Linked DNA regions of Danio rerio: region 2 is linked to region 1. A link is a contact called in public HiCAR-type data. All regions are on one chromosome and are shown on one strand. Each heading gives the region's core, a stretch centred on a gene start, on an enhancer-like site or on the middle of the called end of the contact. The rest is flanking DNA. Distances are from core to core; before and after follow the strand shown.

What was found. HiCAR-type assays count read pairs that join an accessible place to other places.
Region 2: a HiCAR-type map of caudal fin shows a contact between it and region 1, with 6 times the contacts expected there. The contact joins the promoter of dll4 here to the enhancer-like site in region 1. A contact is called at or near these places in 6 of 18 Hi-C or Micro-C datasets (caudal fin, embryo and hematopoietic stem cells) and 2 of 4 datasets of contacts at active chromatin or transcription factors (caudal fin and embryo).

The regions. Positions count from the first base shown.
Region 1 is chr20:30,839,236-30,842,346 of GRCz12tu, forward strand. No RefSeq gene overlaps it. Among named protein-coding and RNA genes, the nearest start is that of dll4, 130 kb to the right of the region's middle. Within about 2 kb of position 1,491, at least 9 of the 62 cell types and tissues checked have an H3K27ac peak or open chromatin away from gene starts, as enhancers often do.
Region 2 is chr20:30,973,578-30,976,688 of GRCz12tu, forward strand. It overlaps dll4 (delta-like 4 (Drosophila)), which reads left to right and starts at 1,529. Exons shown (of 11, transcript NM_001079835.1): 1 at 1,529-1,874; 2 at 2,010-2,270; 3 at 2,542-2,599. The coding sequence starts at 1,821.

The DNA.
Region 1 (3,111 bases), core at 241-2,740:
CTATATACTGTATGTTAGGTTCTTTAAAGGAATAGTTCACCCAAGAATAAACAACCTGCCATCATCTAATCATCCTCCACTTCTCAACCTTTTTCCCACAGAATTTCCTAGTACAGAAGTCAATGTTTGTTTGTTTTTTTGTGTTCAACAACCAAAATCATAAAAATGTAGAACCACATTTAAATTGTAAAATAAATGAGGAATGAAAAATATTAATTTAACATAATAGATAGATAAAAATAAAAGCATTTATATGACATATTTTAACTCTAACATTTTAGAAATGTTTATTGAGATATGCACATTTAAACAAAAGAGAGTTAGGAAATTATGTTGTAAAATTTATTTTTTTTTCTCCATGATCTAATTATTTTACTTTCAAGATCCATGAGTATAAACTGTCCTTTAGCTGTGTACAGCTAGCAACTGTGTGTTTTTTTAGCTCAAAATGCCAGAAGCCATTTACTGAAATTGTATGCATCACCACAGTGTTAATTCATAATCTTCTTTAATGATCTACTCAAGAACAAAAGTCACCATCTTTGATGGCCTGAGGGTTGGTAAATTAACAGCAAATTTCCATTTTGGGGGTGCTAATGTATCATAGGCTAACATGACGGTTTCTTCTACTTTAATTTCTCTCAAATTTTGGGGACATGAGTGTCACACCACAACCCCACTAATGACCAAACACCCCTTTAGTCAATCCTGTGTTGAGGGTTCCACGAAGCAGAGATGAATAATTCACCACACATACTTGTTTACCCTGTGTGATCAACCTCAAAACAAATGTTATGATATAGCCGCTGTTTATTTACTCTCCACCACAATACCCTGAGGGGCCGGTGCCCTATGGGAAGCCTGGCTCTCCAGTTACCGCCAAACAATGGTGGCATTTAATATGGGTCACCCGTTCCTAGGCAACCTCCAAACCTACCGGACTGGCTTTGGGTTTCAGATTGTTTCATAATTAATCGGGCGACATGAATAATTAATTGTGGAGAAGGACTAATTTACAATGTGGAGTAAAATCCCCCCTCCATTCTCGGTTTGTAAGTCATATTCACAGCCATTAGCTGTGCGAACCAATAGCTATGAATTTATTCCTAGCACTATCATCTCACTTAAAGCATCTGAAGCGTGCGATGGCTTCATTATGCTGATTGAGCCGAGGCGTTGGGGAACGAATCCACTCGAGCGGCTAGATGATATCGTCCATCTCGTCCGCCTACAGCACACTGCCCACTCCACCTGAAGAGCGCTTCACACACCAAGCGATGGAAAATGGCATGGAATCGTGCTGGTTTGGAAGCTGTTACAAGATGCAGCTTGTAATTTAGGGGAATCATCTGGTAAAGCTGTGCCCCTTTTGATGGTGGATCACGGTTCACACATCAGTGCCATCTGAGGCCTGTAGTACAAACACAGATGAGACTCGCACATGCTCGGGTTGTGGGCTGCTGATCTAAATGTGGCCAGCAGAGGTCAGCACTTTTCCTCCAGCTGGTGTCGGGACCTCCTGAAAGGGAAAGATATTTGGCAGAGCTCTGCTTTATGGAGTGAAAATCGCACAAGTTTGCCCTGAAATCTGCATTGGTGACCTGCGGGGGGATCTTTAAAATATTTCAAGATGGTGAGGTGGAGAACAATAGAGCTCAGATGAAGCATGATGGGAAATGGGGAACGAAAGGAAGTCAGAGGGTAAAAATGGAAAAGGAAGAGAAGATCAGAGAGAGGAAGTATTTTTGTCTTCTGCGTCCATTTTTTTGCATGATATCATGGCTCTGGTCCAATCCTTCGGGCTTTTCTTTCTGGATGTCTTCTCTGATTCAGGCTGGATGTGAGTGACAGTAAAAACATAAGTCAGCAGATTGGATGCCCATTCAACATCGTGACTCCTGCTGTTTAGGGATCCATGGGGCACTCAAGTGGCTCATGGGAAATAGAGGAAACTTTCAGCTTTAACGGATGGACTCGGGCCAGAGTTTGCAACAAAAACAAAAGAAAAAAAATGTCATTATTTACTTACTCGTACAGTATGTTGATTTAAATTTGCAGTTTCAGTCTGATCTCACGAGGAAACAACTATTTTACATTTGGCTAATTCGAATGAGTTCAGTTGACAAAAAGTACTATTTAAAAAAGGAGGGATGGCACCCAACCCCGCCCCTAAACCCAAACGCCATTGGGGGAAAAGCAAATCAAACTAAATTCTACGAAGGAGATCGTACCAATTCATACGAATTAGCAACTAAAAGAAAAAGTTATGAATTGCCGTGAGATTGTGTTTGGCAGTTTCCTTCAAGAGAAAGAAAGTGCCTTCTTCTCAGTTATCCAGTCATTATTCAGTGTAAAACTAAGCATATGCTGTATGTCTAGCTTTGGGGACATTTCATGAAAGAAGTACCATTGTCTGATTGCTCAATAAATTGTTCTTTTGAGTCAAAGAATTGAAGTAATTTAATTTAATTAATCAAGTTTAATTTCATTTCATTTCATTATTAGTTAACAATAAATGCAGGACGGATTCTCCACAGGAAAGTAAAGAAAGAATTATGGATGAGGAGCTTCAGCCTAAAGGTAATATGTTGATCCATGTAAAAGAATCCATATCACTAAAGCTCATAAGTTACACAGTGCAGGACAGCTGAGATGGTCAGCAATTGAATCTCATGGTCTTTAATGATCAGACTTTATCACTCTCTGCACATTGTCTTCTGCAATTCAGGTTAAACACTAGGCATACTGTATGCCCAGCTTTGCATGTTTTATGAAAGAACTACCAATGTCTGATTCCTCAACAAATTGTTCTTTTTAGTAAAAGAATTTAAGTTAGTTGATTTGAGCTGATAAGAATCATTTGTTCATGAATCACACACATTTTATTTTAGTTTCCAAGGCTTTTTTTTCTTTTTATTATTATGTATGAAATGATGTATTATAGTATTTATTTACATTTGAAATGTTTGTATTTTCATGTAAGTTGATGTTACTTCATTTTAGTTGGTAATTTTGACATTGGCTTTTTAAATGTGTGTCTATTTTTTTTATAAATGCTTTTGTCATTTTCATTATAGTTTTTTTTTATACATTTGTTTTTTTCAATTCTAT
Region 2 (3,111 bases), core at 279-2,778, 130 kb after region 1:
GATCAAAAATCAAAACGCCAGTGGACATTGGCAAAATATCGAAAGGAAACAGGAAGCACTTTCAGTGTGGGTGTAATTTGCAATAAGCATGCTCGTTCATCTCCTACAAAATCACTTTTGGTGCTTTATGAATGAACCTACCAACCACTCTCAATTATACAATTATCCTTAATTTGTTATAGATATACTTTGAAATAATTTTTAACGATTTAAGTAATTAGCTTGCACTTTTAACTAAATATTTTCAAAATGAGTGAAGCAGGATAATTATTTTGGTTCTCCAAAGATCCATTGAACTATTCTTAAACTAAACAAGATTTCTGTGTGAAGAACATTAAAAAAAAATATATAATAACTTTTGTGCAGATAGATATATTAGAAAATTTCACTGTAACATCGATTCCTTCAAGTGTCTTTTATATGCAAATAAATGTTATGACTGTAAATATATATATATATATTATATATATATATATATATATGATGCATTATGATTTTAATATGGTAAAGTGTAAAATCTGGATAATATATGCTGTCATTTGTTATCTTTTTTATTTAGCGCACAGCAGAAGAAAACGCAGTTTTATGGCGGTTATGGCTAAAACCCTCATTATCATACAGCTGAATTGTTATCTCGCCCCATCTCAGCCAGAGGCCCGTATGAAAGCAACATGAAAGCCCTCGAAACGCGCTTCTAACGAGGGGCACGCGACTCGACAATAATGACACGCTGTATTTAGCCTGAAAGCACAGCGCGTGCAGCACATCACATTAAATGGGGAAATATTATTCATTATCATAGTGTTAATTAGAGCTTATTTGGGATTCACCTTGAACGAGTTGATTATTTTCGTTTAACTACAAAATACAATATTGAGCACAAAACTGAGAATATTAAAAAGGAGTTGTTGTAAATTTAAATATGATTATAGTGTTTTCTGGGATACTAAAATGCGCTTTCAGGCTGTCCCAGCTTGAAACATGAAGAGGCTCTGCTCCGGAACATCAGGTAAGGCATGACCCTCCACTGACCGTGCACGCTTTCAGTGATGTAATATAATTATCCGCGCAATTAACTGGAACGAGGACAAACGACAAGTAATAGGCTGTGCGTTGTGCGAAGTTTCATCCGATTTAGTTTTTCTTCAGATACGCGTATTCTGCACTGCATGGTGTGAAATGGTCAGTATTTAATCGTGCCTGCTTTAAATATGCCAACAGATGCTGGGCTTGTTAATAATCACTCGCGCTCAATTGGTCATCATCATCCGCGTAGTGGTGGGTATTAAATGTGGATATCATTGTTGCCAAGAGAGGGGGGCTGACTGAGCATAAGTGGGCGGCGTTTAGCGATAGACAAGAGTTTATATAATGAGCAGCGCGGACACAAAGCCAGTATAAATACTGAGGGACGTAAGAAACAAGTCTTCATTCACGAATTACACGAGAAGCGCGAGGATGCCCAACAGCGCAATGCTGACGCACAAAGTTTAGAAGCAAAACAAGACATAACCATTGACACTAAACACATCGGTGCGCTCACTGTGGAATACCAAACATGCTCAGTGGATATCTTGAGACGAAGAGGAATAAGACTCGATGCTGATTTATTTGCCAGTTTCCCCATTCACCTTTTGGATAACCTGGAAATTTGACGTGCTCCATCCAGCACACTGAAGTGACGTGCGGCGCGGACGCGCGGCGGGATATACCTTTTCACTCTTCTACATTTGTTTTCATTGCACCCCTTTTGCACTGGAATAGGCTCTTTCTGGGAATATAATCGTGGGTGACACGGCTGCCCAGGAGAATCGAAAAGCATGGCAGCTTGGCTCACCTTTCTCATCGCATTTTTCACGACCGTTTTGACGCAGGTAAACATCCATATAGTCTGTCCTGTGGAAAGTCAGCAGGACTCCGTTGCTCCTCTAGAATGTCTCGAGAGCACTTCTGTGGGTAAGCCAGTGTTTGCAGTGCAATGTTGTAATGCATGTAATTTTTCCCTTCAGATATTTGGATCTGGTGTTTTCGAACTCGACCTTCACGAATTCAAAAATTTCAAAGGCTTGCTCGCAAATGGCAATTCGTGCACGCCTGACTGCAGGACTTTCTTCCGAGTTTGCCTAAAAAACTACCAGGTGGTCGTGTCTCCAGGTGACTGTATCTTTGGAAGTGCCTTAACGCCAGTGCTGGGGACAAACTCGTTTAGAATCATGGGAGGTGGCTCTTTCAGCACACCAATTCGACTGCCGTTCAACTTTGGGTGGCCGGTAAGCTCGAACGCAAATCGTTTGGGAATCTAAAAAGAACGCTTTGTGTTTGTGTTTATGTTGCATTATGCAGAGATAGCCACAGTTTGTAATGTTGATTGATGAGACTAACGATTTTGATGCAAATCCCAACAGTAATCACTTTAATTATTGCTGCCTGCATGCGTCTTGAAGAATTTATAATGCAATTATTTTTATGCATACACACTCTCTAGTATTTTAATCATTCGTTGTGTTCTTAAAGTAAATATAAATGTGTCTTTTCTCTCAGGGGTCATTTTCATTGATTATTGAGGCCTGGCACTCACCTTACTCGGATCTACCTGTAGGTAAGATTCGATTTTATCCACTAGAGGGCGACAGTTTGATAATGTACCTATACAGAATTCCAAGCTTCTCTTTTCATTATTACAATATATTTTTAGCTATGCACGATTTTAATTAAACCATGGCACACTACTCCTACTAAAACATGTATGTTTAAAACTTGTAAATTTGTAATGCACTGTCCTCTTGTTTCGGACACCTTTGCATTCTCATGCTCGAACACAATTGAACTTCCTTTGGTTTATTTTTGGCGTGGGAAAGCGCAGTGGGCTTTGGTGAGAATACACAGTGCTTGCCAAAACCATCCGACTGCATTTTCCTGTATTTTACACCTTTGTCTGTCCCGCCCTTTAGAATGGGATAATACCATGGGAATATTTTGCTTAACTCTAAGGAAGAGGAAATTTAAACATATGTTTTATCCAAATGTGTCAGCTTCCCAGAAGTTAAAGTTGGTCTACATTTTGTTCTTTTGAGGACACTTTTTCTTTGGGGCAGGTGGGGAACAAAAACA